4 separate regions of the Mus musculus genome follow, and regions 2, 3 and 4 are each linked to region 1. Evidence: chromatin contacts called from public promoter capture Hi-C data. All regions are on one chromosome and are shown on one strand. Each heading gives the region's core, a stretch centred on a gene start, on an enhancer-like site or on the middle of the called end of the contact. The rest is flanking DNA. Distances are from core to core; before and after follow the strand shown.

The links. Promoter capture Hi-C pulls out the DNA fragments that hold promoters and counts their contacts. Capture Hi-C pulls out chosen DNA fragments and counts their contacts.
Region 2: a contact with region 1 is called in a promoter capture Hi-C map of pre-B cells, with 3 times the contacts expected there. The contact joins the promoter of Repin1 here to the promoter of 5430402O13Rik in region 1. A contact is called at or near these places in 5 of 39 promoter capture datasets (the 3T3-L1 cell line, hippocampal neurons, liver and 1 more) and 2 of 115 datasets of contacts at active chromatin or transcription factors (astrocytes and extraembryonic endoderm stem cells).
Region 3: a promoter capture Hi-C map of pre-B cells shows a contact between it and region 1, with 6 times the contacts expected there. The contact joins the promoter of Gimap1 here to the promoter of 5430402O13Rik in region 1. A contact is called at or near these places in 2 of 39 promoter capture datasets (liver and pre-B cells).
Region 4: a promoter capture Hi-C map of adipose tissue shows a contact between it and region 1, with 2.5 times the contacts expected there. The contact joins the promoter of Malsu1 here to the promoter of 5430402O13Rik in region 1. A contact is called at or near these places in 7 of 39 promoter capture datasets (3T3-L1-derived adipocytes, embryonic stem cells, hippocampal neurons and 3 more), 1 of 115 datasets of contacts at active chromatin or transcription factors (astrocytes) and 1 of 9 other capture datasets (adipose tissue).

The regions. Positions count from the first base shown.
Region 1 is chr6:50,563,813-50,571,456 of GRCm38.p6, reverse strand. It overlaps 5430402O13Rik (RIKEN cDNA 5430402O13 gene), which reads right to left and starts at 4,814. Exons shown (of 3, transcript NR_027892.1): 1 at 4,435-4,814. Cycs (cytochrome c, somatic) reads left to right here and starts at 4,888. Exons shown (of 3, transcript NM_007808.5): 1 at 4,888-5,041; 2 at 5,789-5,965; 3 at 6,072-7,644. The coding sequence starts at 5,797. The coding sequence ends at 6,220.
Region 2 is chr6:48,589,478-48,597,121 of GRCm38.p6, reverse strand. Repin1 (replication initiator 1) reads right to left here and starts at 3,239. Exons shown (of 3, transcript NM_001079901.1): 1 at 3,070-3,239; 2 at 2,146-2,331; 3 at 1-829. The coding sequence starts at 2,290. It overlaps Gm5111 (predicted gene 5111), which reads right to left. Exons shown (of 2, transcript NM_183309.3): 1 at 7,428-7,644; 2 at 6,538-7,251. The coding sequence starts at 7,445. The coding sequence ends at 6,697.
Region 3 is chr6:48,734,575-48,742,218 of GRCm38.p6, reverse strand. Gimap1 (GTPase, IMAP family member 1) reads right to left here and starts at 3,172. Exons shown (of 3, transcript NM_008376.3): 1 at 3,063-3,172; 2 at 802-899. The coding sequence starts at 844.
Region 4 is chr6:49,070,818-49,078,461 of GRCm38.p6, reverse strand. Malsu1 (mitochondrial assembly of ribosomal large subunit 1) reads right to left here and starts at 4,667. Exons shown (of 4, transcript NM_029353.1): 1 at 4,359-4,667; 2 at 3,198-3,376. The coding sequence starts at 4,596. It also overlaps the pseudogene Gm19253.

The DNA.
Region 1 (7,644 bases), core at 3,565-6,064:
GATGGGCAATACCGTGGACATATGTATTTGATCCTTTTATTATCTAGTCATAGAACATGCCACAGGACTGGACTTTTAAAGAACACGTGTTAAAAGACAACTCCACAGTATAGGAAATCAGTTTCACCCTTTTACCTTTTACAATTATGTGGCACACAGACACACACACATACACAAACATGGCATAGTGCACATGTGGAAGTTAGGCAACTCCTTCATTGTGTGGATCCTGAGGACTGAACGAGGCCTGTCAGGCTTCACAGCAAGCAGCTTTACCCACTGAACCATAAATATACAGGTCCAAGAGCTTGAAGTTCTAATCACACATTGTCCTTGGGTCTCCAGGGTATACACAGCATTCTAATCCACTGCTGTGCAGAAGTACCACAGCCTTCTCTTCAGCACTGTCCCTTCTCCCTCTTGCTTCAGGTCCCACTCACTCCGGCCCATACTTTTGTTTGTTTGTTTGTTTCTCATTACAGATGGTTGTGAGCCACCATGTGGTTGCTGGGATTTGAACTCATGACCCCCGGGAGAGCAGTCAGTGCTCTTAACCGCTGAGCCATCTCACCAGCCCGAAAGGCTTTGTCCTTTAGTGAGAAGATACTTATACTTCATGTAGTTCATTAAAAAGTTCATTGGTGACAGTTTTTAATAGAAGATCTGACATTGAAGAAGACTATCCATCCAATTTCACTTACTCTTAAAAAAAAAACACACACAGGAAAACTTTTATTTTGGTTGTTATATTATGCCTTATGCTACAAGCACACAACAGGCACAAAGGCATCTGAAAGATGGAAAATCCAGACAAGTGAGTAGCATGGCAAAATCCACAGCCGGAGAGCCCACGACCAGGGACTCTAGTACCGTATAATTCCGCATAAGGACTAAGGGCTTACTGGTGCAAGTTCCAAAGGCCAAAGAATCTAGAATTGCTTGTCCTACAGCTAAGAAGGGAGCTCTGGCTCCTGAGGAGACAGCAGGAATGCCCTTCTCTGCTTCTTTGTTTCCTCTAGGCCCTCAACCAATTGCATCTGCCTACCCATTTTGGATGAAAGAGGATGTCTTTAATCCACTAATTTTGAAATGCCAGTTTCTTGGAGATAATTTATTGACATACCTAGAAATAGTACTGGCTACCTGGATATTATAGAATCCAGTCAAGCTGACAAATATCCATCTCAGCACATGTAAAATTTCAGATTTGCAAGATGAAGGAGTTCTATGTACAGATATTGGTCAGTTGCATAATATACCTGTACTTAATACCACCAAACAAAACATAGCAAACTTTATGTGGTGTGTTTTATCACAATAAAAAGGAGGAAATTAAACTATAAATCTAATTAAGAAAGCTATCTTAGTCCGGGTTTCTATTTCTGCACAAACATCATGACCAAGAAGCAAGTTGGGGAGAAAGAGTTTAATCAGCTTACACTTCCACATTGCTGTTCATCACCAAAGAATTCAGGACTGGAACTCAAGCAGGTCAGGAAGGTTGAGCTGATGCAGAGGCCATGGAGGGATGTTACTTACTGGCTTGTTTCCCTGGCTTGCTCAGCTTGCTTTCTTGTAGAACCCAGGACTACCAGCCCAGGGATGGCACCACCCACAGTGGGCCCTCCCACCCTTGATCACTAATTGAGAAAATGCCTTACAGCTGGATCTCCTGGAGGCATTTCCTCAAGGGAGGCTCCTTTTTCTGTAATAACTCCAGTGTGTGTCAAGTTGACACACAAACCCAGCCAGTATAAAAGTCATGTATCGATCTGACATTTCTCTATTCTACTCCCTGGCCTGCCTTCAGAATACAGTGGCTGGCATTTTGTTATTAGTTTGTCTGTCTGTCTGTCTGTCTGTCTGTCTCTCTCTCTCTCTCACACACACACACACACGATAGCCTCATGGAAGAGAGTGTCAAATGGTGGGAAGCACAAGATGTCTCAAAGCAAAGAAGGAAGCAAGAGGGACCAGGCTTGCTCCTTCATAATAGCTGACTCTCTTAGGGACTAATCCACTCATGAGAGAACTAATGTTCCCTTACAACCAGAGCCCAAGATAACTCTTCATGAAGAATGACGGTGCAAGAGACCTGATGGAGAAGTCATGTTTCATTAGGCCCTTCCTCTTAAAGGTCCCACCACCTTCCAATACTGTTAACTGTGGAGCAAGCTTCCAGAATATGAATCTTTGAAGAATAAACTAAACTAAAATTGTGTCCAAATTGTAAGCAGAGAGACACTTCTTGTTGTTTCTTCTTCCTCTTCCTCTTCTCCCTCTTCTTTTCTTCCCGTCTCCCTTCTCCTTCCCCTTCCTCTTCTTCCTCCTACTCCCTTTCTTCCTCCTCCTCCTCCTTCTTTGATTTTTTTTTTTTAAGACAGGGTTTCTCTGTGTAACAGCCTTGGCTGCCCTGGAACTTTCTTTCTACTCCTGGCTGTCCTAGAACTCACAGAGATCTGCCTGCTTCTGCCTCCTTAATTTTGGGATTGAAGACATGCGCCAATGTCTGGAAAAATCCTATCTTCTTAACGTTTCCGTTTCCCTGGGATGGTTTTAGACCTTCTGAGAGATTCATTCACCTTGCAAAAATGAGAGTAGGAACCTAGGCCCTTTAGTTTTTCTTAAAATATATAATATATGCTATTTAAAGCTTCTACTAAAATTTCCTCCTCCTCAATCAAAACATGGAACGGGGGGCGGGGCCACAAGGAGTCTGTTGTTTGGAGGTGGACAATGTGTTCTGTCCACGCTGAGTCTAGGGCTGGCTATGGACTGAAAGGAAACCATCTCTGGCTGTACTAGAAGCTCAGCAAATGAAAAGCCTAGCTCAGAGAAGGTGGCTTGGGGCAGCTCTGGCAGGAATGCCTAGGTAATGCTGCTGCACTTCAATCTAAAGCATCCGATCCACTTATTCCCTGTACGTGAAGAACATCCTAATAGTGATTTGTTCATAGTTTTTTTAAAAAAATACGCAATCCACTATATTGAAAAGAGAGGCATTTGCTTTAAAACAATTACAACTCTTACCAGCCACTCTCCTTCCCAAAGGATAAGAATAGATAGAGCAATGGCTTTGAGATAGGGTTGGGATGCCGAGTCTTTTAAATTCAGACTCCATTTTAGAGAACCTGACCTAAGTTTGAACTCAGGTAAACTAACAGGCTGGTACCTAGCATTAGTTTCCAAGTTGCCCCCCAAAAGAAACCCAAGCCAAAACCAAACACTCCCCTCCCCCACATACACACATAAAACACAAACAAGAGCAACTCACAGCCAACTCGTTTATAAACGAAAAATGGTATCTTCTGTTCCACAAAGAAACGATATTGAGAGAACAATGACTTCAGTAAGAACTACTTTTTCTTTGGAGAAATAAGGAAGGCAGTATCAGGACTTGATTTAAGGACATATTGAATGTCTACAGATTTGCTACATCAGGTCTTTAAAAACTTTAAGAGTTTGATAAATAAGCCTATATACAAATAACTTAAAATAAACCTACATAAGGACTAAGTCTAAATGCTGAACGAGTACCCCCAAAAGCTAGGACAGTTTAATAACAATGAAAATACATCAGACCTCCTTATCTATGGTTCCCATATCCATGTCTTCAGAAATCAGCAGATCACATCACATACTATGTAGTTAGGCTTACAATATTCTCACCAATACAGAATGACTAGCGTTTTTGTCATTTTCCCTAAGTGACACCATACAGCACTGCATTTGGCAGTATAAGTTATAATCTAGAAATTATTTAAATATTGGGGAGATTGTGTAGATTATATACAAATATTACATCATTTCATGTGAAGGACTTAAACACCCATGGAATTCTGTATGGGTTCTGGGGATTGTTCTGGAATCAACTATCCCTGGGAATACCTAACAACTATACTCACACAAACTGACATCTTTGAGCAGATAGGACCAGTGGCTGGAAAGAGATCTATTGAGACTTTAGACCAGCCTTCTAACATCTCATGTTAATCTGATGGCGGAAGGAAAAGTGGTAGAATATAAACAAGCTCAACCAGAATATGTGAGTTCATACTGAGAAGGGCCCGGCACACACCAGGCATCTATAAACACACGATAAACTATGTCAAGGCTAGACAGAACATAGGGAATGGACCGACATTCATCTGAATTTGGGAGAGGGGAGTAATGAAGAAAACGTCCAGTGGCAGAATTTAAAGTGTCTGTGAGTTCGTTTTGAAGTACACCAGGAAAGTATGCTAAGGAGACTTCCATTTCCAATATGGTCAGAAGGGATGCCAAGTCTAGCGGATTCCCGGGAATCCTCTACTCAGGCGAATCCTGCTTCTCCCTTAAAGCTTGCCTGCACACCCTCCTCGTTTTCTACAAACACTAGGGGAAGAAAACAGGGACTCTGGGTAAGATGTGATCCTGTCTGCCACTTGTGCGTACCTTCCCCAGCTTTGAGGCTCTCACTGGGAGAGCAGGAAGATGGTTTAACAGAGTAAAGGTCACCAGCAGGCGTCCACTGCGAGGCCAGTGCAGTTGCGCCAGCCAGGAAGCCTTGACCAAGCCTGGGTAAAGGTCGCCAGCACACCGGCCGGCAGTCTCAGCACTCCCCGTGGGCGGAGGCCGAAGGAGTCCTAGGGCCGGGCGTTACCTGAGCCGAGCCACACCCGGATCCCAAGGGAGCATCGGCCCCGCTACTTGCCCTCGCCATCTCGCAGGCCAGAGGGTGACGTCACGCACGTCCACGCCTTACGTCCTAAGGCCTGTCGTAAGTGTCGGGCAAACGAGGCCTCTGAAGGAAGGGCGCCCTCTGGGCACATCCTACCATGCTAGCTCGCATGCGCGCGCACAAACCTGTCCTGGAGCCAATGAGGTGCGGTTACGTCACGGCGCAGCAGACGGCGCTACCGCACGTCGGGCCGCGGACGGGCGGAACAAGTGTGGTTGCACCGACACCGGTACATAGGCGCGGGCCGGCGTGTCCTTGGGCTAGAGCGCGGGACGTCTGTCTTCGAGTCCGAACGTTCGTGGTGTTGACCAGCCCGGAACGGTGAGCGCGCGACGGGGATGCGGACCGGGAACGGGGCGAGGAGGCCGGGGCAGGCCTAACCTACAAAGCCATGCAGAACTGTGGCACGGCTGGAGGCGGCGTGGGTGTAGGACCGGGGCCCGGAGTTCTAGAAGGAACTCGCCCGCCGCCCCTTCTGAGAGCAGAAGCTGCTGTTCCTTCAGGACTGGGCCAGTTCTTTTCCTGATTAAGCATCTGGGAGGGTGGGTTTGTAAAGTCGTAGTCACCCCTGGGATCTCAACGTGAGAGTGAGACGGTTCCTTCCCCAGTCCTCCCTCGCCTTCCCGTGCCGGACTAAAGCAAGAGAGAAGAGACTTAACCTCCTAATGAGACCGGAGCAGGCGGAAGCACTTAGGATCACCCCCAGCCTCCCTTATCTTTGGAAGTGACTTTAATCGGCAGCACTGACAGCAGTTTAGCATTCTGAAATGTTAAGAGTTGTAGTGGTTTTGCTTTAATGAGTCCGGTTTCATATTTGTGACTTTTTGACCTTGCCTTCTTCGGAAACTGGGGTTTGAGCTGTGGGTTTCCATTTCCCTTGGCATGGACCTGTCTTGAGCACAGACTTGCTTTAAAGGAGAGTCTCCTAGGTGATGTATTTGCTATTGAAGAATATTGCAAGTGGACTGAGTTAGCACCCTGCCTGGTGTTAAGAGGACATAAGAATAGCGGTTTGAATGGTCATTGGGATCCGTAGTACGTTTTACTGTTGGATCTTTTCCCTTTTAGAATTAAAAATGGGTGATGTTGAAAAAGGCAAGAAGATTTTTGTTCAGAAGTGTGCCCAGTGCCACACTGTGGAAAAGGGAGGCAAGCATAAGACTGGACCAAATCTCCACGGTCTGTTCGGGCGGAAGACAGGCCAGGCTGCTGGATTCTCTTACACAGATGCCAACAAGAACAAAGGTAACGGGGGGAGCTGCTGTCAGCCACAGCACAGGTTGCTTGGGTTAACCAGTGCAGAATTACCAGGTGTGTAAAACACTTAACCTCTGCATCTCTTTCTGTTTAGGCATCACCTGGGGAGAGGATACCCTGATGGAGTATTTGGAGAATCCCAAAAAGTACATCCCTGGAACAAAAATGATCTTCGCTGGAATTAAGAAGAAGGGAGAAAGGGCAGACCTAATAGCTTATCTTAAAAAGGCTACTAATGAGTAATTCCACTGCCTTATTTATTACAAAACAAATGTCTCATGGCTTTTAATGTACACCATAATTTAATTCACACACCAAATTCAGATCATGAATGGCTAGCAATGTTTTTGTTGGACAGTCCTGATTTAAGTAAAACTGACTTGTCATAAAGTGGGTACGGTCTTTATTAAAGCAACAGTTCCAGTTGTATACATGCTACCACGGCTCTCCCTTTCTCAAGATAAGATTGGACTTAATTAGCAATGTTTTACTTTCCATAAATAGGGGCATGTCACCTCAAACCTACTAAATGGTTTTATACTTAGATTTATATAACTGGGCATATGAATATGCTTAAACACTGGGAAAATTCTATCACTGTCTCAGAAACAAGAAGACTCAAATGTGTTTCAGTTTGTGTTCACTGGCCTCTTTCAGGTCATGGCTAACCACCAGGAGGCAACTGTCTATTCTTGACAGTGCAGTTTTAATTAGAATTCCCTACATCAAGGATGTTGCCTTTTACTATTGAAAGGCATTTACTGTGGTTTATGTATGATATCAAATAAAGAGTATTTAACACTTCTTTATAGTTGATCTGCAAATTAAAATGCTTTTAGAAACAAGCAAGTTAGGCCTTTTAAATTCTCTATTTTCTAAGACTAAGTTGTAAATCAGAATTGTCCTTAAATACCCACTCAGAAACACACATAACTGGAATTCGATTAGGAATGGCACTCTTTGCTAACTTACTAGATGGAAAGATGGAAATAAAGGAAATAGTTTGTATCAGCAGAAAGAAGATAATTAAAACAACCACAGATCGTGATCCTTTGATTGTGCTTTGTTTAATGACAGTTAACATATCTTTAGTTGTTTAAATGTTCCCTGGTATAAAGCCATGGTCTAGTGAAGGTACTAGGTGCTCTTACCTTGATATCTCGGGCAACTCCGACTACAGCCACGCTTTACCCTTCGTTCTTTGGCCAGAATGAGATCTATAAAGGTGAATAATTATGTATTAGCTGAGTGGTCCTAAATTTTATAGAGAATGGCAGGGAAATGAGTGATAGTGGTGTCTTTGTGGGGGTGAAAAGGCTGGAGAAAGACCTCATCGTGACTTCAGACGTGTAGAAGATGATTAACTGGGCCTCAGGTCAGAGGCAGCACTTTGTGACAAATCTTACTTTATACAAGAAATTGAGGACAATCTGGAAACAAGTTTGGAAAGTTTTCTGTAATTTGGAGTTTTGGGCTGATGGGTAGGAATTTTTTTTTTGTTGTTTTGGACCTATTTTGTATGTATGGGTGTTTTCTCTGCATGTATATCTGTGCACTACACTTGAAGGCCAACCCAGGGTGTTGGATTCCTTGGGACTGGTGTTACAGCGGGATCTGCAGTGGGCGCAGTCCAGGCTGAGTCCTCTGGAAGAACAGCCAGTGCTCTT
Region 2 (7,644 bases), core at 1,990-4,489, 2.0 Mb after region 1:
AGGTAGGGCTTGTTGGTGAAACGCTTCCCGCACTCTGGGCACTGGTGTGGTCGCTCACCAGTGTGCACGCGGCGGTGGGCGATCAGATTGGGCTTGTGGCGGAAACGCTTGCCGCAGCAGGCACACTGGAAGGGGCGGTCCACAGCGTCTCCACCAGGCCTGGGAGCTGCGGGACGTCCTCGTGGGCGAGGACCCAGGGCTTTGGCTGCTGCCTCCTCCAAGGCCTCAGCCACGTGCACCCGCTTGTGAACAACCAGTTGGTCCCATTGGGCAAAGCTCCGGCCACAGTTGCCGCATATGAAGGGCCGGGCCTCAGGGACAGGGGGCTGGCACCTTCGCAGATGAGCTCGAAGCTGTTTTTGTCGCCAGAAGCGTCTGTCGCATTCAGGGCAAGTGATGGGCCGCTTTGAAGCTGAGTGAGCCCGCAGATGCAGAACCAGGGCTACCCATCCTCGGAAGCTATGCCCACATAGGTGGCAGATGAAACCCAGGTCGGGGACTGCAGAAGCATGAACCTGAAGATGCAGCGCTAAGAAGGGGGCGTGGCGAAAGCGCTGGTTGCATTCATGGCAGGGCAGAGGCAGCCGGGCCTGGCACCGCCGAGCATGAAGCCACAGGGCCACCCAGCCCGGGAAGCGCTTCCGACAGTGGGCACAACGATGGACCTTGCCTGGGGTTTGGCCTCTTGGCTGAGCTGATTTGCCCTGGTACCTCAACCCTCTGTCGGGCTGGGAGGACTCCTGGGAGGGCCCAGAAAAGAGCCAGGGCTGAGCTGGGCCCATGGCCGTGGGGCCCCTGCAGCGCTGTTCCAGCATCGGTTCTTCCTCTGCTGAGGGTGGAAAAGCACAATCACCGCAGGAACACTGTTGTCAATCCCCAGGCCAGTGTGTGCTCCCAGTTTCTCCCTTCCCACCCCATGGAAGAAGAACGCCTCCCTCTAGGAACTGCCCTCACGGTTCTATCTTAGGGAATAGCTTTGTATCTTTATTGCCCTGGAAACTTCTAGAAGGGAGACATGTTGGTATTCCTTGGGATTCTCCCATAGTATCTACCTTGTGTCAGGAGGTCTTACAGAAAATATTCTTGAATATTCCTACTGTACCCTACATATCGCAACCCCCCTATTGCCTTTCCCTGTGGCAAGCACTTTCTTCTACCACACCAGAGCTCCCTAATTGGCACATGAAGCAAGTGTGGGGCATAAAACAGTGGTAGGACTTGCCTGAGGTGATACTGTAAACGATGAGCAAACCAAAGGTGGGGGGGGGGGGCAGGACGGGATGGGGGGAGGTTTGGGGCGGACACACAAGACAGGATCTTGTCAACACCCAGGCCACTGTGTGCTCCGCATTAACACCTAGGTGTGTGGAGATCTCCTCAAAAACCATCTGACTAAAACCTTGAGGAAGGTACTTCCAGCCTCCCCAGCTCAGCTCTAAGCCTGGAGAGCAAGTGAAAACAGCCTTTCTTCAGACCTGGGAGGTGGGCAAGGTGCCTCTACTAGCACAGACTAACACCAGGCCACCACCTGTCCAGACTACCCACAGTCTGCCTGCCAGCCCTTCTCCACCCACACCCAAGCAATTGCAACTGGGACATTGGGGGGAGGGGGGAGAGGCAAGCACTTCTCAATCCAAGGAACACCCACAGTCTGCTGCCCCTCCCCTGGAGTGAGGGAGAACCCTGGCTCAGCATCTCTTAAGGGGGCTAGGGATTACTGGGGTAAAGAAAGGGGTGGGAAGAAGAGATCATAATCTCTGTCCCTTGCCTGGTCCTGCCCAAACCGGGCCAAGGACTGCCCCACTTCAGCTATACCCCACAGGGGAACCCAGATTCCTGAGAGCCTCCTACACAGAGTCAGTTCAGGGGTGGCAGTAAGACTTCCCAGGGACCTTTTCATGTCTGTTCGTGGCCTCTGTCCGGGCAAAACCTCCTGAATTCCTTTACAGCCTGCTCTCTTTTGGGGGACTACAGACATGACTCAACCCCACCAACCCCCAACTCCCACCCCCGCCTGAACCCAGGGAAGACTCCATGATAGGAGAATGGATTCCTTCCCCAGTACATCCCTGTCCTGCAAGTATAGGAGACATGAGCGCTGGAGTTATGGGTTGGTTTGAGGGCACAAGAAAGGCCAAACTCTACCCTGAAGACTGAAGAGCTGGGGGTGAGGCTTTTTCCAGCTCCTTCTGGGGATGTTCCTGGGGAGACTTCGGCTGCTTCGGCCCACACTTCGGTAGCCCCCGGATGACAGAGAAAACTGTAGCAATAAAGACATCCCTATCCCCATGGCAGAGCTCAGACCTCTAACTGCTGAGAGGTCAGCCTTACCTGGGGAAGGGAGAGAAAAGAACGAGTGTGAGGCTCTGCGCTAAGCCAGGGCAGGTTTGTGTCATCACCCAGTCTCTCCCAGATTCAAGGCTACAGAGTTCAGCCTTGAACTCCATACCCAGCCTGGTCGAATGACCTAGCGGACACTGAACTAAATAAAGCATGAGCATGACCCTTTACTGAGGAAGCACAGTGCTGCCTTTGGAGGCCACCTCCTAGCCTGGTAGGGCCCCAGAAGAATAGCCTCCTCCATCTGTTGCAAGGCTCTTTCTCAGTGGCCAAAGGGCTGCCTAGGCAGTAACTCTGGAATCCCTATTGCCTCCCCTTCCCCCACTCTCCGCGCAACATAAATTCCAGGCCTGTCTCCCGAGGGTCTACGCAGGGAGCGCCAGAGTGCCCAGGACTCTCCAGAATTTCCTTGGTCATCTAGGGCAGCCCCGGGTGGCAGCAGGCCCACACACTCCCCCTTTGTATAGATGCGTGTCCTCCGTCCACATTTGCTGGCTCGCTGGACCGGTTCGGACCAGCCAGTGGGCCATCTCGGGTCCCACGCACAGCGCAGCCCGCGGAGCCTGTGCGCAGGTGCGCTCGCCCCGCGCCTCAACACTCCCCCCCCCCTTTCATATTCCGCGCGCGCGCGCGAACCCCACAGCCGCACACACTCACGGTCACGCGCCCCACAGGTGGAGCTGCCCTCGCACGCCCTCGGTGGCCCCTGCGCCCTTACTCGACCCATACCTCTCCCGCGTGCCCTCCAGGGACGCAGCGCCCATCCATAGAGCACCAGGCCGGCCTCTGCGGCCGGTTCCCCGCCCCGCAGCGGCGACAGCGGCAGGTTCGAGTTCACAACTGCCAGGCCCGTCCCCAACCTCCCCCCACGCGCTGGGTTCCCAGCTCCACGTGACTACAGGAGCTGCGGAGGGTCAGTCTCGGCTAGGCGGCCGCGGCCTGGGGGCGGGGCGGGCCAGGTCACCCCGCTGCACTGCCGCTCCGGCACAAGGCCAGGGAGGGCCCCCGGCTCCATCGCCATGGCAGCCACCAGCTCCGGTTTGGCCACCGGCCCGAGCTTCAGTTTCCTAACCCTCTGCCCAGAAAAGGATGCTCGCCCCTGGGCCACCTTGTGGCCAGGCTGTGGTCACTGTGTTTGGTCCACCCTTACTGTCTTTTTCAAAACTCAGAGCCAGAGAGAACTAGACAGGGCACCAACGGTTCTCCTGGCGTCGAGCCTGGGGCTTTGCCCAGTCCGCTCTAGCTTAGGGCTGGAACACAGCACCACGGCAACAGAGCGCATCTGGATGAAGAATGAATGGCCCGCAACTGTGAATTCTGCAAGGCCCTCTATTCCCACAACTAAGATCCGGAGTGGCCTAAGCTCTAGAGATGCAGGCCGGGCCCAGGTGGCTGTTGGCACAAATGGGTCGTTTACCCTTGGAAACGCACAGCAGCCAGTGTGGCGTCTGCGGAGGCAGGTGCAAGCCTGTGGCCATGACTCACCACCCACTAGCAGGTGGCCTTGGCTTTCCAAAAGAACCCCATCTTGGAACTTCCAGACCAGTGCAATTTCGTGTCCTTTCATGCTTTCAACAGAGACAAGCTTTGAATTGTACAATTATTTTAAAAAAAAACACTTTTAAAATCTCTCCCAAGGGCCATCTAGCCCTCTCATATATTAGCCTCCTAAAGCCAATTACATTCGGTGTTTGACATACTCGAGTGTTCTGAATAGTATTTTATATTGGGGAAGCCTGGGTTATCCCTTGCAACTGTACATGCTGGCTCTTCACTTAAGATATTGTAAGTTTTCTCCCATTTCGTTGTTCTCTTATATATTATATTAAAACATATATATATATATATATATATATATATATATATATATATAGTTTAATGGCTGTATAAATATGCAAATCGATTACATATTTTTCCTATGTCCTTATAGATTAATGTCTCATTACCCATGTCCAGGTTCAAACTTTTGGAGGTAGAAACAGATGGTCAAAGACAAGATTCATCAGTTATCCCTGAGAAATGACCATTTTTTTCCATTTCCTTGACAACATGGGCTATTTTCCCAAATTTAATTAAAATGACTGTTTGCTTCAATTTTTGCTTCTTGGGTTGCTGGTTTCCTGACTTGTTTGTTTTGTGTGATTTTTTTTTTAAACCAGTTTATGCTATGACTACTGAGAATTTATCTTTGCCTGACTTTCTATTTGCTCACTTTCAAGGCTGGGAAGTTGGGATGGTTGTTTGGGTTTCATGCTTAAAGATGTTCATTTGTCATATGTGTGGAAAATATTTTCCCCAAAAGATTGTTCTTTGGGGGTGTAGGGGTGGGAGGCAAGGTCTCACTGTGCAGACCCCACTGGCCTCATACCCAAACCCGGTGGCCTGTCTGCCAAGTGCTGGGATCACAGGCATGCCCACCTCACTTAGCAACGCTAATTTCTGAAGTGATAAAATTTTGGCTTTATGTGCTAAAACCTGCCCATCCTTTTCTTTCTGGTGTGCACCTTTCTGTTTGTGTTTGGAGAGTGATCTTGCCCAGGCCACGCTACTCTTTATGATGATAGTTTCACTGCAGACGGTGGATTTTAACACTTCACGGTTTCAGTATTCCCTACGATGATTCTGTCTTGTTTTGATTTTCAAATTCCTTGTCTAGAACTGCTCCTCTGTTTTTCCACATGAACTTTAGAACGTGTCAATATTATGAAACCCTGTTTGTGTTTGGAGAGAGTGGAGATGTGCATCTCTGCACTATGTGGGTCATACTTCTCCTCTTACTGTGGAGTCCTTAATAAGTGGGAAGTACAGCTGAGATTATAGAGATTCCCTCACCACAAATATAGAAGGGGCATCGGCAGAGCATGTGTCCAGCACAACAGTGTGTTGCAGAAGAGCATGCAGTAAGACCCACTGGTTTCACCTGCATGTTTTATAGGGATGCTTAAACCCTCAGGAAGACTTGATTTTTATGTCCAGTGTGGTGATAAACTCTTCAAATACACAACTCATTTCATCCCCTCAATATCCCTATGAAACAAACTCTCTGCTCCTCATTTTACAAATGACATTCTGAGCCTGGGAGATGTTCAGAGGCTTGCCAGGGGCCACACAGCTGCATGGTGGGTGGGTGATGAGAACACAGCAGCACTACCCAGCCTCACCCTTAACCACTGCAGTTTTATGTGTGGGCAGTGCTAGTTTATGTATACCACAAATATTTAATCAAAATGAAACATCTTCTATTCTGTAGGCACTGAGTCTTCTCATGACCTATGCTGGCTTCCCAGAATGAGAGAAAATGGTGAGAGGCTTTTAACTGTAGTATATCGTCACTGGAAATAAAAGTCCTGGTTAATGATTTCTGAGTGGCTGGCTGGCTGTTGAAAAGCTAGAATTGAGGTGTTGTGGGAGAAGATGGGAGAATTCACTGTAGTAGATTTCCTGTAATGTTGCATATTAACTGCTGCCTCTGACAACATGTGTGAGGCCGATCGAAGGACCCTCAGAGCTGTTCTGAGAGAGAATGCAATAGGCAAATCCCACACAGACCTGGGTAAAGGACAAGCCACTGGCTGTAAAATCCTACATAACCCTGCCTCCTTGGCTCTCCCAGCTGGTGAACAAAAGAAAACAGTGGGAGAGACCAGAGCGGGAACCTTCCCATACAAAGATTGCTGCTGGGGCCGAGGACAATTAAGGAGTAGATGCAGAAAGGCACTCTGTCCTTCCTGGCCTGTTACGAGACAGAAGATGCCCACCACTGAGGATAGCAACGGTGCTGAGGACAGCTTGAAGCCCTGGGAGGCCGGAGACAGTACCAAAGCAAACCATCATCAAGCTTTGCTGGCTGCCCCTTATGAACCCCACCAACCTTTCACAAGCTGCCACCCCTAGAGGCTCAAAGTCCTTTCCCTTGCCTTGTCACAGTTTGGGTTGGGGTATATCTCAGAGGCAGCGTGATTACCAGGAAGGCCCTGGTTAGGTCTCCAACACAGTGGAAAACTGATGATAAAAAATTAGAATTCAGCAGGGCGTGGTGGCGCATGCCTTTAATCCCAGCACTCAGGAGGCAGAGGCAGGCAGATTTCTGAGTTCGAGGCCAGCCTGGTCTCCAAAGTGAGTTCCAGGAAAGCCAGGGCTATATAGAGAAACCCTGTCTCAAAAAACCAAATAAAATAAAATAAAATAAAATAATTAGAATTCACTCTTGTTTATTGCAACACTGGATAGGCTGAAATTCAAGGCTACCTTCTTGAGAACTACTCGTCCCTTAGTGGCTCTCACCTGAGGAAAATAGGGGGAAGCCATCTGATTTCCTCTGGCTAATCCAGATTTTGTTACAGGAGTCAGCTCCAACTAAGAATTCGTTGAGACTGAGGAAAGAAAGTTCTCCACAGAAGCCCCAAACAGCTGAAGCAAGTCTAGTGTGAGCAAGGATGTCTGACTCCTTCTAAAAGACACACTGACTGCCAGGTCCAAGTCCTGCATGGAGAGAAGTGAGGGAGGGAGATGAAGAAGCCTTGTGATGGGAGACTTTAAGGATGGCTGGGCTGTAGAGAGGCTAATTAAGGCCTTTCCTACTGGGCAGGGTTGGTTCTCATGGAAACAGGTTGTCACAAAGCAAGGATACCTCTTGTGCTTTCTCTTCCACGCATGCCTCTTGAGTTCCACCACATTGTGAAATTCTATATGGTCCTTACCAGAAGTGACATCCTGGACTTCCCGGTCTTCAGGATGCTGAGCCAAAGTCAACCTCTTCCCTTGTAAGTTTCTCAATTGCAGGTATTTTGTTACAAAAGAAAGCAAACTGGGAGGCGAGGAATGACAGCACACATCGATAATCTTCGCATTCAAGGGACCAAGGCAGGAAGATCTTAGATTTGAAGTCAGCTGGGGTTGCAAAGCAAGACTCTGTCCATAAAAAGAAGAGGGCTGGGTATCTAGTTTAGTGGTAGAGGGCTTTCTGGGCACACTTAAAGCCCTAGATTCTATCTATACACACGCACACACACACACACACACACACACACACACACACACACACACACACACACACACAAACCCAAACATTCTAAATCAGCCCCTACCTTTCCAATGGTTAGCATCTTAGATGGAAATGCTCTGGATGTCCTCTGTGGAGAAGATCAGAGTGCTTCAGCTATAATGTTCTAAAAATAGCTGTAGCTGCATGAAGACATGCATACTGCACGGGAAAGGGAAGGCCTCGAGAGGCCCTCCAGCCTTGGGTGGAGATCGGATGTCAGCTCTGCTACAGGAGACACTTTTCTATCGCAACCCAATTCC
Region 3 (7,644 bases), core at 1,923-4,422, 1.8 Mb after region 1:
GCCGACCTGATGCTGAATTGAGACACCAGGGTTCCTTCCCCCGCCCCCAACCCCCACTCTGAGATGCGGACCATCAAGCACAGGGGAGCCCCTCAATCCTAGACAATTGGGGTTGGCTGCAGCCTACCACGTGTTCCCTGTGTAAACGCAGGAAGTGCTCAGTCTAGGACACAACTCAAAGCTTTGACACATGGGGCTTTCTCAAGGTTGTTCGAGAGTTAGAGAAGAGAATTCATCTTCTTCCCTCTTTCTCCTCGCTTGTCTCAAGCCAGCTCCCTCCTCGTGGTTAATATTTTATTACCTTTTATTTACTTAGGGGGCAAACAGCCATGTCCTGTGGAGGCTAAAGGTCGGCTTTCAGGAGTCCGTTCCCTCCCTCCACCATGTGGGCTCAGAAGCTGAAATCAGCTCATCAGGTTTGGCAGCCTTTACCCACCCAGTTATCTCCCTGACTCCAAATACTGATACCCAGTTAATTCCCCATCCTCCTAACACTGGGGACCTGATGAGTGAAGCTCACTCTAGGACTGGATTTCCCATCCCGTGTCATTTTTGTGGAAACCAGAGTAGGTTTATCCCTTCATGCTGTGGGAACCAGTGACAGGCTGGTCAAAGCTCTGAGCTCCCAGGTGGGCCCAGTATGTGTGGGTGGGTGTGGTGGTGGTTCGAAGGGAGTGCAGGGGAGGGGCTGCTGTTTCATCCCAGCAGCTTGCAGACCTGAGGAAGCTCCACCCCTTTCTTCCCTTTCTTACTCTGAGCTCACACAGAAGCCAGGTTGCATTTCCCCAGAAAGGCTCTTACCATAGGCGTCTTCCTCATCTCTTGCCATCTTCCTTCCTCCCATGCTTCTTAGAAGGCTCTCGGTTTTGGTTTTCTCATTTGTGTGCTCATTCCTGCAGCTGAGCAAAACCCAACCACAGAGTCAGGCAAATTCTAAAGAATACAAAGCAAGGCTTTTGTCTGCAAGGAGCCGAGCATTTAGGCGTGCGCTTCCGTTTACAGGCACTTCGGGGGCACCTTTTGTCCACCATAGTAAGTTCTTCTATTCCTTCTTAGAGATAGCATCTGGATTTTGAAGAATAACATCTAGGGGGACCAGAAAGATGGTTGCAATGCTAGCTTGACAACCTGAGCTTTCTCTCCTGACCTCAGGAAAGGTGGAGTGAACCAACGCCACAAAGTTGTCTTATGAGTCTCCAAGCCCTTTGCTCTAAACTTTCCCCTTCTACTACCTATGTTCTGGTTGTAACATTATCTGGTACAGCCAAGCACTTCCGGGTCACTTAAGCCTAATTCCAGGAGTCCCTAAGCGCAAAGCAGTGCCCCCCCCTCCCCCCCCAGTCTGCTACTCCAACCTCTTATTCAGCTAACAGGTCTCAGCCAGTGACTGCCCAGAAATCAGATTCAACCTCTCCCTGGCCTTTCTCTGGTGATAGCTTTGGTTCCACATTCCTGTCTGAGTGCTTATCTGCATCTCTCCACCATTTCATGCTCCATCTCTTTGTCTCCACTATGGGTGACATGTTCCCTCCCTCTCTTCCTCCTGTGGGCACAACACCAGAGAAGGGTAATGTTAACTCAATAGCCTATCTCCCACAGAAGGGCTTTGCAAACCAGATGGGCTAATACCCCTTCCATCTCCCAAAGCCTTTAGTCAAACACTCTGTGGGATTCCATGTCTCTGTCCTGTGTGCAGAAATCAGCAAATGCCCACAAATGACACAGATCAGAACTGAAGAAACAGCCGTAAGAGCGGGGGCAATGAGCAAGGTAAGAGCGAGAGCAATGAGCAAGGCTTCTGCAGGAGCTGGAGGAGCTCTTCCTGGGGGAAAATGAGGAGGAGGCACAGGGACTCCATGGAAGCCCAGGGCAGGACGCTGGGGCTTCCAGAGTTCAGAGTGGAGGCTGGGCTTCCTTTGATAGTTTCTAAGAGAAAGGCAAACACCGAGTGAAATCTCGGGCGATAAATGTTTCTATTATCTGGGAACATAAAGCACATGCAGTTCTATATGCTCAAGAGAGCCCGGGATAGTCCAGGTCCTTGCCTACAAGCTTGATGGGGTTTTGGTTTTTGTTTTTTGGGGCTTTTTTGTTTGTTTGTTTGGTTGGTTTGGTTTGGTTTTTGTTTGGTTGGTTGGTTGGTTTTGGTTTTTGGTTTTTTTGTTTGTTTGTTTTGTTTTTTTGAAGTATTTAGGTGTTCCCCTCAACATCACACTTCTTGGATCTATCCTCAGTTGTTCTGATACAACAAGTAGTATCTTTCTCACAAGCTTAATCTGCATCCAGAATTTGAAGAACATTATTTCTTAAACCCTTCCTTGTAGACGCGGAGAAACAGAGGTATCCCTGCAGTTGGAGTGGGACAAACTCCAGGAAGACAAGTGAGGACTAATTCCATTCCTCTCAAGTTTGCTAGAGCCCCTCCGACTGGCAAGGAGAAGAAGAGACTTCTGAGAGACAGACGTGGCCCATGAGGAGTAGCCATGAAAGCATGGTTTATAAGGACACAGAAGGATCGTTTGCCTTTGCTGAATGTGCTTTTTTTTTCTATAGAAAGAAACATTTAATGAAATTTCTTTCAAAATTCATCACTTTACTCTTTAACTTGTTTTTTGGCCAAAGTACACAGTCCTGGAAGGTACTAGGTAAAGACATGTTTTTTCAAGACCTTTTAAGTTTCTTTGATACACCAGACATCACCAGCTAAAGATACCATGCAAATCAGAAAACTCTATTTTTTTTTTTTTTTTTTTTTTGAGGAATGGACTGTGCTTTGCTCCTGGGAGGAGATCTAGAGTACATTTCCCTTACTGTACGAAAAGAGTGAGGGAAGAGATAAGCTTTGTTCATCAAAGATGTGTGAACTCCTAAGACTTCCTCCAAACTTGTCGATTCGAAGCCCAGGCCATCCTAACGCATCCGGAAGCCCCCCTTGCCTGTGATGCACGCTCGCTCGGAGTGCTCCTGCATAGTGCTTTGTACAATGCAGGTGTATAGGTACCAGACACTTTGGTCTCACAGCCCAGCTTCCTCTCCACCCCAGCTCACAGCCTCAGGCTCACCTTTCTTGCTGACAGTCCCTGAAGTGACCCAGAGAAGCCCCGGCCTCGCCTTCCCTTCGCTTGTGAGTGCAGAAGTCTCTCCTTGCCCAGGGCTGAGCATAGAGGAAGTCGCTAGGCTGCCTGGGTCTTAGAGATCAGGAAACTGAGAGAAAGGCCGGATGATGATGGCTTAAAGAGACAGAAACATTTTCCATGTAGTTGTGGTCTTAGCATTCCTCTATGAAATCACGCACTCTATCTTCTCTGTGACTAAAGGCTGTTTGTCCAGAAGGGTTAGTAGAATCAAACATGTCAACAGAGCCTTCCTTGGCTGACTCTATTCTAGAATTGGCTACAGGTAATCTTCCGTGTGTGTGTGTGTGTGTGTGTGTGTGTTTTGTGGTGGTGGTGGTAGTGGTGGTGGTTGTTGTTGTTTGTTTGTTGTTTTATTTTTATTATTTTTGTTTCCATTTTTCTCTTTAAGGATTTCTCTTACTACAAAATAGCCTCCAATTGAGATTGGAGGATGACAAATTGAAGCCCATTCTAGGCTACTAATCTTTTTAAGACCCCCACTTCAAAACAAAACAAACACCAAAGGCTCAGGGTTTAGCTTATTGATAGAGCATTTGCCTAGAATCATTTGCCTAGCATATACAAAGTCCTAGGGTCTATCCAGTACCAAAGAAAACAAAAAAGAAAAATTTACAAAGAATAGAATATCTAATATCACTAAGACTGATATTGGCTATTAGTGATTAATCTTTAAATTAGTGCATGCATATTTTGTTCATTCCTATTTTACTAAATAAAGGCTTTGATTGGAAATGTGAGTTACTTTAAAAATGTCTTTTAATGGTTGAAGTAATTGCATGATTTTTCTTTTGATCTATTAATATTGTAAACTATGTTTCTATGTAAGTATATTTATGTAAGTGTTTGTATACTTGCACGCACATGTGTATGTGTGTCTGTGTAAAAGGGTTGGGTTCCAAGGCATATGGACTATTGAGGTGGAGATATCTGGTGCTGAAAGAAGCTATGAGGGAGTAGCCTTGGGATTTACACCTGAGAGAGGAAGGAAAGAAGACGGTATTGGATAAGGATAAGATTGAGTCAGTCACAACAAATGCTGACTCCACAGGGAATTCTACAGTTTGCGTAGACCTTGAGATGGAAGGTGACGAGACTGCATTTCACAGTTCTATCAGCCAGTTATTGGATGTAAACTTCCACTGGAGAAAACACTTAACCTAGAGGCATCGCTCTTCAGCAGATGCCAACCTCCGGGCAAGGGTGATAGTCAGACAGTGGGTACTGCCAGTTGGCTGCACTCCTGGTCAGCTGGAGGGAGAGGCTGTGCTGCTGCTGCATGTTGGCATGCTGATAGAATCTCTCTTGCTTCATTATCTGAGCCATTTGAAGAGATGTGTCAATATGGTTTTACATATGTCCCCCCAAAGCAGGCATGTCCAACTCTAGGGAGATGGAGGCAGGAGGATCGTAAGTTTAAGGCTCTGTTTCAAAATAACTGAAAGTGGGCCTGAGGATACAACATGTGGGAAGCCCTAGGTTCAATCCTCACTAGAGAGGGTGGGAATCTCCTCAAGAAAGCTTCTTCTTAGCCTACCCTCTCCACTCTTGCCTTTGCAACACCAACCTTAGAAGGAACATCTCCCCACTGCCCTACTTACCACCACACGTGTGACCATAGAAGTCACCAGATACAGGACCAAAGTGAGGAAGAAGGAACAGGCTCCAGCTAACATGAACGAGCAGGGCTTACTGCAAATATCTGGATGCACAATAATTCATTTTACTCTTGCAGTTTGAAGAAATTGTGGGAAATGCTTCAGACCACAGACATATTAAGAAATCGTTGACAACTCTTTGTGGTTTCTTGCATAGCCCTTGTTTGCAAAGTGCTTCTGCTTAATCAAAGATTCTGTGATGACAGCAATGTTCCCAGGGCTCCCAAGGCTATGAACTTTTGCATTGTGGTTGGAGTGATGGGGAGACTAAGCTGTATATTTAAGTTCATATGATTGAATATTGCATCCATGTGGCCTGTAGCTATCATACCTGTAGTCATGGTATTTATTTTCTTCTCCTCTTTATTTTTCAGTACTGAGGATGGAGCCCTGTTCCTAGCACATGGGTGTACTGTGGCATCAAGGTTTATCTCTGGCCCTCTGTTTGCCTCTTATTTTAAGACAATGTCTCACTAAGTTATCTAAGCTAGCCTTGAATTTTGCTCTGTAGCTGAGGCATGCCTTGAACTTGCCGTCTTCCTGCCTCAGCCTCCCCAGGTAGCTGGTATTACAGGTCTGAATCCCCAGGCTTGGCTAAGGCATACTTTTTAGCAAGATGATACAGAATTCTATGTTTGGTGAGGGAAAGGACACAGATAAAGATGTGTAAAACTGCAGAGCAGAAAGTGCAAATGGATTTAATATTTTTGTAAAATCCCCAGCTGTAGTGGAGAAGTGTGGTCCTGGCAAGTTTTACAGTGGCCTCTTGCAAGCTTAATTTCCCTGCTGTGCTTTGTCAGAAGTCGTCGACTCTTTGCAATGATTATGAGTGAAGCGGGAATTTAACCTGGATACAAACACCCAAACTCTCATAACTAGATCGTTTGCTATAAATTGCTTACAATCAAAACTTCCCCACATCATTCCACAGAAGCCTGGTGGCTGTACACTCCGCAAAGACAGTTCCTCATCCTGTGATCAGGAGGATGATGCGAAACGAACATAGTCATCCCCCTGCTTCTTTCTGAAAAGATACCGTCCCGAGCTCATGTCCACTAAGTTTGTTTCAAATCCTGAGAATTCCCCCTTTTCACACTGGGAAGTAAAATGGTTTCCTAGGAACACATGGGGACAGCATGTAGCTGGCTGTCAAAATTCCACAGAGCAGACAAGGGCAAAGTCAAGCTCTCCTCAAGGCAATTGTGAGACCAGAGTGACATTCCTGGGAGGTGGGTGCTGTCAGCACACACAGCACAGAGATGTGTCTCCTGTGAGTTTCCCATCTGTGGTGTCAAGTGTAAGTCTCTGTCTTTTTCTGGAGGGTCAAGTGCGGGATATAAAGGCAGTGGCCACTTCCTTGGATCAAATCATGGACTGTATAGTGCCATGTCAAGCTCCAATGTGTCCCCCTCATACTCCACAGACACCCCCTCCTTCTCACCCCAAACCTCTTTTAAATGCACGCTAAAGTGTAGATAAATGAATCTTAAGTGGTCCTTTTTAAAGTTGTGGATTAGGAGCTGGAGTGATGGCCCATCAATTCAGAGCACTTGCTATTCTTGCAGAAGAGCTGGGTTCAATTCCCAGCACCCACATGATGGCTCAGAACCCCATCAATTCACAACTCCAATTCCAGGGGATCCAGTGCCCTCTTCTGGCCTCCAAGGGTACCAGGCATGCATGTGGTATGCATACATACATGTATACATGTATGCTAACTGCTCATGCATAAAAACTCTTCATTGGTGAATTAATGTGATGCCATCGTCATATGAACCCACTCTTGTGATGAATTTATTTTCTTTTCTCTCTCTCTCTTTTTTTTTGTTTTTGTTTTTGTTTTTGTCTTTGTTTTTCGAGACAGGGTTTCTCTGTATAGCCTTGGCTGTCCTGGAACTCACTTTGTAGACCAGGCTGGCTTCGAACTCAGAAATCTGCCTGCCTCTGCTTCCCAAGTGCTCAAGTGCTGGGATTAAAGGCGTGCGCCATCACGCCCAGCTTTTGAATCTATTTTCTGAATGTTCACAGAGACGTAGTAGGAAAGATGGAAGGCACTCATGACATTACCTACTTACAAATTTAGTGTCCATCTAATGAAGGTTAGTGGTAAACTGTTAGATTGACATTTAACTTTATCTTTAATATTATACTTAATAGAGACTCTGGATATGTTGTTAGAGTTGCTTGAGAGCCCTTTAGAGGTGTTTGGATGGAATTACTGGGGCTTTGCAAAAAGCCAAGGATACAACAATGGCTTCCTTCCTTAAGATTATGATGTAGGTCTTTTCAATCTGGCATTTTGCTATGTAGCTTTACATTAGATGTGTTCTATTCAGAACAAGGGAGACCTCTGCTTTGAACAACAGTGTTTTGGGAATGGAGAAGGTTTGATAAGAGATATGAGTGGGCCAGAGCCCCATCAAGGGCTCTATGTGCAGAGTTTACTGACAGTTCCTCAAAGGCACATGGATTGGAATGCTTCTTTAAGTGCTCTTTGAACATATTCAGAGCTGTTGCTTCGGTGAGTGGACATGGCCGAGCTGCTGTAACAATGAAATGGACTATTATAATGAGGCCTTTCCACATCTGTGAACTTGGAGTCTCACATAGAATTGGCCTTCTTCCCTGTTATTTTCTCAATAATGAACAGAGCTGACCAGCACTACCTTTAGACTCCTCTGACTTTATAGACTCTGGTAGAGCTGGGGAGCACATTCACCCGGGGGAAATGGTTGGGAAGGTGTGGAAAGTCCCACTCCTGCCTCCACAAGTGCACCTCAGAGGACTGAGCAACAGGTGACAGCAAGAAGCTCAGGTGTGTCCCCTTATTTAATTCTCTGGTATCCAGTCAT
Region 4 (7,644 bases), core at 3,418-5,917, 1.5 Mb after region 1:
GGGTCTGTTCCTAGTAGTAAAACTCTAAAAGAAGGTTATATGAAGCCAAAGAGAAGGATCCCTACAACAGAAACTTCAAGACACTCAAAAGGACAGACTTTCCCTGCTCCTGGATTGGCAGATAGCATGAAAATGACTTTACTACCAGAATTAATTTACTGCTTTAATGCAATACCTATTGAAATTCCAGTGCTATACTTCACAGGGTTAGAAAAAAAAAATAGTGGAACAAGAAAATACTATGAACAGCCAAAGCAATCCTAAGGAGCAAGAGTGCTGCTGACCCTGAGTTACACTGAGGAGGGAATGGTGAAGACAGCCTAAGACAGCCTGGCATGGGTATACAAATCGACAAGTAGGGGCTGGACAGCTGGCCCTGTGGTTAAGAGCATGTATTCCTTTCAAAGGGCCTGGCTCAGTTCCCTGCACCCACATGGTGGCTCACAACCATCACTAACTCCAGTGCTAGGACATCAACCACCACCTTCTGACCTCCAAAGGGACCAGACACACAAGTGGTGCACATATATATATACAAGCAAGCAGAACACTCGTATACATAAAATTTAAAAATCTAAAACATAATAACTGAATAGATGTGCAGACCAGTGGGATAGTAGAAAACCCAGAACTAAAACTATGCTGTGCCTACTTAATTTTAAAGAAGAGAAAAACAGGTAAATGGCAGATTCAGCAAATGGTGCTGAAAACTGGACATCTATCATAGAAAAACTAGATTGGATTAATATCTTTCACCTTATTAAAAAAAAAAAAAAAAACCTCATGGATCCAGCCTTTAATTTAAAACATGAAGCACTAAAACTTACAGGAACTAGCCCCAAATATCAACGGATGAGACTACTTGGAAATAAAAGACTTTGAGTTTGGTTAATTTCACAGTGTGATGTTTATTATTCATAAGTTCTTTATAATAAATTTTAATTTAAAAGAGGTTAAAAACAGAATGACTGTATGAACCAAATATTCCACCTCTAGGTGCATATCCAAAGTTAAAAGCAATAGACAGTTCTACGGCCATATTTAAAGTAGCAATCACAACAGCCGAGAACTGGGCACAACCCAAGTGTCTATCAACGGGGAAATGGATAAATAAGAAGGTATATACATACAGCAGGGTGCTACTGGGCTGGGGGAGCTCTATGGCAGAGCACCAGCACTCATAGACCCTGGGCTCAATCCTCACCACTGAACAAGGAAAACCAAACACAGGTGAACCTTGGCAACACAATTTGAGTGATATACACTAGTCACAAAAGCTGAACGCTATATGATTCTATTCGGAAGATACTAAAAGTCAAATTCTTTCTTGCCCTTCTCATATAAACATTTTGTAAAAATAATTTGTACTTCTTTACTCTTGTGCAACTTCTCTGAAAACCCTATTTTTTTTAAATACTCAAAAGCCTTAAACCTTGGTAAATTTTCTCCCCCCCCCCCCCCCCAGTTACATCTGAGAGATTCTGCCTTACAACTCTGTCCATCTTTCTTAATCTTCCTGTCTCCAAATACTTCCTAAGAATGCTCCTCCACTTGACTGATGGTGGTGGCATATATCTTTAATCTCAGTACTCGAGAGGCCAAAGTAGGAGGACCTCTGAGTTCAAGACCAGCCTGGTCTGGTAATAAGAAGCAAGTTCCAGGACAGCCATGGCTAAAAAGAAAAACTCTGTCTCAGTAAAAAGAAAGAAAGAAAGAAAGAAAGAAAGAGAGAGAGAGAGAGAGAGAGAGGCCATTTCCTCCACTCTATCATATTGCACTAGGTTTGTTTTCGACCCATTTGTATTTTCAAGGCCTTGTCTAGGCATCCCCAGCTGTTCTTACCTGCCTTTTCTTTGACCAACTACTAACAGAGTGCCTATTCCCCTGTAGAAATGGTGCCACCATCTGCTGGATGCTGCTGGGCACACACTATTTTTTCCTGCTCTGAACCACATTCAATCCAATTAGAAAATGACCCCTCTTCCTTCTTCTGAGAGCCGTGAACTCACAGGGGAAGGACGACATATACTTCACTTTTACCTTCCCAATACTTCAGTGTTTGGGGAACACCTAGGCAGATGGGCCTGGGCTACATTAGCTGAACAAGGTAGACTAACGAAGCTAGAAAGCAGAGTCCTTCTGTTGGTTTCTGCTTTAAGTTTCTGCCGTGGATTCCTGACATGGCTTCTCTTAATGAAAGCCTATAACCTATAAGCTAAAAAAACAAAACACCATTCCTAAACTGCTTCCATCGTGGTTGTTACCACAGCAACAGGAAGCAAACTAGGACAAAAAACACTGTCCAGAACTTTTTGGAAATTATGGAAACTTATATGGCTGTTGAGTATGGTAGAAGTCAGCCACATGTGGAAATCAGGTGTCTGGAAGTGGCGAGTGTAGCTGAAGAACTGGGTTTCAGAGTCTGCTCACATTCGAATGGAGAGAAAGCTGAGCAGGTAAGAGACTTGCTGCTCTAGTAGAGGACCCAAGTTTGGCAGCCATATTTGGTGACTCATGTGCATATACTCACACAGAAACATACACATTCATATCATTTAAAATTGTTTGTTTGTTTGTTTGTTTTTGGAGACAGGGTTTTTCTGTGTAGCCCTGGCTGGCCTGGACTCACTCTGTAGACCAGGATGACCTCAAACTCAGAAATCTGCCTGCCTATACCACCCAAGAAGCTGGGATTAAAGATGTCCCACCACACCCACCTAATTCAAAATGATTTTAAGGGCTTGAGAGTTGACTCAGAGGTTAATAGCATGGGCTCAATTCCCAACAACTACACGGCAGCTCACAGCGCCCTTGAACTCCATTTCTAGGAAGACGACATGCTTTCCTCTGACTTTTGTGGACACTAGACATACACATGAAATAAAAAATAAAAATAAACCTCCAAATCTTTTAAATAATTTTTAAAGCCTTTCACTAGCTAGAGGCTATCACATAGGTGCTACTCTAGAACAGACTCCTAGTGTCTTCTGGCTTGTTTCATGTTATTAATTTTCCTTGTCACAAAAGACACGAATTAGAAATTATCTGGGCTCGACAGAGCTAAGTATTTGCTCCCAAATATTTTACTCTGAGAAACCATAAAAATCACTCTTGGGAATTCTAGAAAGTGGGCTTCCTCTGCAGCCTCTGTGTGTCACTCTCTAGGTAAAGGTTCACAACAAAGGAGAGCATCCTACCATCTTCACAAGGTAGTGGACCATAGCGTGTAAGTGTCGGGTGGAAGTCCCACTCCCAATCACAAAGTAGTCTGTGTATCTCATTTCTGGAGGAACCTGGATCACACAAATGTCTCTTGCATTTTCTTGCCTCAGAAGTGAAACCAGCATATCGATGTCAAACTTGGCACCAATGTGATCTGAAAATGCAGAAACGCTTGTGTCAGATGGCTGAGGAGAATACAGACCTACATTTGTCTACAGAAGCAGACTGACACGAAGTCTCCTGGAGACAGTGGAACTGCTCCCCCTACAAGTGTATTTATATCTAAAATGCTTTGGTGAACACTAGGCAGGAGGATCCCAGGTTCAATGTTAGGCTGAGCAACTCAGAAAGACAAGGTCTAAAGATTTTTTATTTTTAAACTAAAAGACTGAAGGTGTGCTTCAGTGGTGGCATGTACGTGGCCCTGGGTCCAACCCCTAATACCATCTCCATTCAAGACAAACTAAACCAACCAACCAAAAACCAGCTTAAAACTGAACCCGGACAACAGTTCCCTAAAGCACTGCTCAGCTTTCCTAGGTAGAAGGTTCAGATTACGGACACTGGATACTGCGATTACCAAACGGAAGCAGAAGCAAATGTCTTTCTATTTACTAGTACTGAAAGGAACAACACTCCACAAATGCAGAGATGCTACACAACAACCAGCGGCATGATTTGAGGGAGAGGACAATATCCTAGGGCACACGTTAAATCGAATCGCAGATTAAAAAGGTTACTTAACTATACTGTATGGTAGGCGGGTTCTCAAGACAATACCTGGTCCACAGCCTTCAACAGATATGAAGAAACGAGGCTGCTAGGACTAGTGCTACTAAGACCAACCAGTCCACCTGCTACGACCCTGGGCAGATCGTGAGACGGGGTGGATCCTGGGCTGTGAAGCCAAGAGCCGGATGTTGCCCGCTCTATGACTGGAATTTTGACGACAACACGCTACCTTAGCCTCCCTCTAGGACTCTCGGGTACGCAAAGCAAAGTTGGTGCCGACCACCTCCCAAATCCCTTCCAGCTCTGCGTCTGCGCGAATGGCTATTTCTCTTGCCCCCGAAGCGCACAGGAAAGCCCAGGGCCGCCTGGGTCAGGCCGGGCCACCAGGTGTCCTGCCCGCGTACCTGCGGGTCCGGGCTGCAGGCGAGCGTCGCCAGCGGTCCGCTCCTCGGGCTGAGGCCCATGGTGCAGGCCGCGCGTTAGGCTCGGGGTCAGGCAGGTCGCGGGCCTCGCGGGAAGCCATCGCTCTGCCAGCCGCGGAAGCCAGGGAACCGAAGCCATTGCGGGGCCGGCTCTCTGGAAGACCGCCCTGCGCCACAGCAGCGGCCATAAACGCCGCGCGGGCGACCAGCCCGGACCCATAGCTCTCGCCGCGACTTCTCTGGGGGGAGGTGGTGGAGCTTCCGGGCGGCTCCGGGATTCTACGTCACGAAGTGGGCGGGTCTGTAACCGGAAACGGTGATTTAGACGGATTGCCTGGGGAGTAGTTTAAGGAATGAGGAGGACCGTGTGGATGGTGGTGGCTTACGCTTTTACTTTCCGCACTTGGTAGGCCGAGGCAGATCTCTGAATTCAAGGCCAGCCTATTCTACAAAGTGAGTTCCAGGACACCCAGGGATACACAGACAAACCTTGTCTCTCTTTTTTAAAAAAAAGAAAGGAAAGGAAGGAAAAGGAAAAAAAAAAGTGAGCCCAGATAATCTTTATGGGGCTGGAGAAGATGGCTCTATGGTTAAGAGCACTATCTGCTCTTTCAGAGGTCCTGAGAATTGATTCCCAGCAACCACATGGTGGCTCACAACCACCTATAATAGGATCTGATGCCCTCTTCTGTCTTGTAGGCATACATAAATAAATACATCTTAAAAGGAATTAAAGGGTTCCTACCTCTCTCTCTCTCTTTCCTCTTCTTCTTTCTCCTTTCCTTTTCTCCTTCCCTCCCACTTTCTCCAGCCCCTTCAAACCCTCTCTAGCTCTCTCCTTTCTGTTTTTCCTCTCCCCCAAATATGCAGAAATTAACCCTGTCAGATAGGAATTAAGTATTTTTAGCCATTTCCCACTGTCCAAAAAACAAAAAAGCAAACAAACAAAAAACCCTAAATTCAAGAACTAGAAAGATGGCTGAGCAGTCAAAAGTACAGACTGAATTTAATTTCAATGGTATTAAATGCCCTCTTCAGATGAAGTGCACAAACATATTGTACAGACATATAAGTAGGCAAAACACCTGAACACATAAAATTAAAAACACAAAACAAAAATGAATCATACAAAAAAGAAGAAAAAAGTTTGAATGGCGGCATCAGGTATGGTTGATTGCTTTCAAATGAAAGATATGGGTCATTAAATGAAAATCTCAGTGCTGGGTTTGGGATACTATCATCCCTACATTATTGGTCAGGGCAGCTATGGGCCCACCTAAAAACAAGTGAGGCTATTTTGGTTGTCTCCCACAACTAGATGGTAAGACCATACATATTGGTGAAGACAACACTCCTTGTTTTCAAGCTGAAACTAATCTAAAACCTTCTTACCTGCTGCCCAGCTTTCATGGAGTCAGGAGGTGGCATGCAGGTCACTGGGGGAGAAAAGCCATCAGTGGACTTACCCTGAGTGATAATTCCAATGCCAGGCCAGATGCGCCCACTGAGTCAATAGTGCATGAGTTATGGGGTTAGCCAGCCAACCACCTTCTGATTAGATCTGAGCCCTGCCTCACAGGAGGGAATCCATGCCTAGCACTGTAACTCCGGTCAAAACAAAAAACCATGAACACCTATGCGCATAAAGATAGCACTAATTAAACTCAGTGGGCTATACAGAGAAAGGACATGAAGGAGGTGTTATAGCTTGCTAAAAGACCCTCACCCACAAAGAGCACAGAGACCACCATCGTTGCAAAACACATGTGGGATTTACTTATCCAACATGTTGGGGAACCCCCTCTCAGCACACAGGCTGGAGGAGAGATCCAGAACAAAGAAAGAACACACTTTTTATACTTTTGTAAGGGCCAGATATAGGGCACCAGGGTAGTTTGGCTTTTTTTTTTTTTTTTTTTTGCATTTAAAAATGTAGACTTTAATAAGTGTACAGGTCAGCTAGTGGGGCAGTTGACCAAGATACATAATGCAGGAGATACAAGTGACCACCTGGAGTTTCTATACTTCATTCTGCTTACAGAATATTTATTAAGGTTGTTTAATATATAACTTTTCATTTGACATTGTGGAAGTCCTTTATTGCAAAGCGAATCCTTCTGTCTGGTGATAAGCAGCAGCCACGACGATCACTCTGGACCCCCACGCTGGATAAACTCCATTTCCTTTTGAAATATAGGTTTCCTTCTGTATTTCTGAGGTAATGATTTTGTAATTTTTGCAGTGTCTGGTGGCCCCTGGTGCATTAGTAAATCGGGGGACGTACTTCCTTTAGAATGCTGCGAAATGACAGAGGAATGGGAGGGGAGTGCAGCAGACCCCAAAGCTTCTGAGGCACTGAGTTTAGGTTTGTCTCTTCTGTTAGGAAACTTTATTAATGGAGCATGTGGATTCACTACCTGCATGACCCTGGTGGCAGAAGCCATCTTGCTGCCCATCATGACCCCTGAGCTGTTTGACTTATTTTAATTGGTGTAGCCAATAACCTTTTTTAGACATTGGTTGGTTTGTGTAGGGTGACTCTTTATTTTGTCTGTCCTTGTGTTTTTAGTGTGAGTCGGGGCAGGGGAATTGCTACTCTTGTTTTTGACCGTTAAAACTATGATTCTATATTTGTTTAGTCAGCCAACTTTTTTATCTGGCTCTGTACTTGGCCTGCTAGTACAGTTTGGAAAGTTCTTTTGAAGGGGGAAGGTACAGGGTAGTCTTGAATTTATCTTGGATATTACAGAGGGAGGGGTGTTCAGGAAAGTGAAGGGGGAGATGTGGGAGTAGATACAATCAAGATACATTATATACATGAAATCCCACAAAGAACATCTACTATTCTGGATTCAAGTGGGACAAAGACAGTAAAGGCCTGATAGAGGACTGTTCTTGGGTCAGTCCATCACCTACAACCCTTGCATGAAGTTTCCACCAGTGGGCAGCAGTGTAGAGATCACCTCAGTAAGAACACTGGAGTGACCAGGGTCATATACTTAGGGGACAAGCTGAAGCAAGAGCCAAGTATCTGAGAAAAAAAGCTTCCTGAGCAGCCCCAGATACATAGTGGGACACCACCAAACACATAGTAAGGATCCCCCAGGTATTTGATACTATTAATCCTTTAAAGGAAAAAAAGGAACACCAAGCATTAATGTTGGGAGATATTTTATCAAATTCAAAATATTCACCAGGAGTGATGGTGCATGGCTCTAGTCCCACACTTGGGAGGCAGAGGTAGGTGGATTTCTGTGAGTTCAAGACA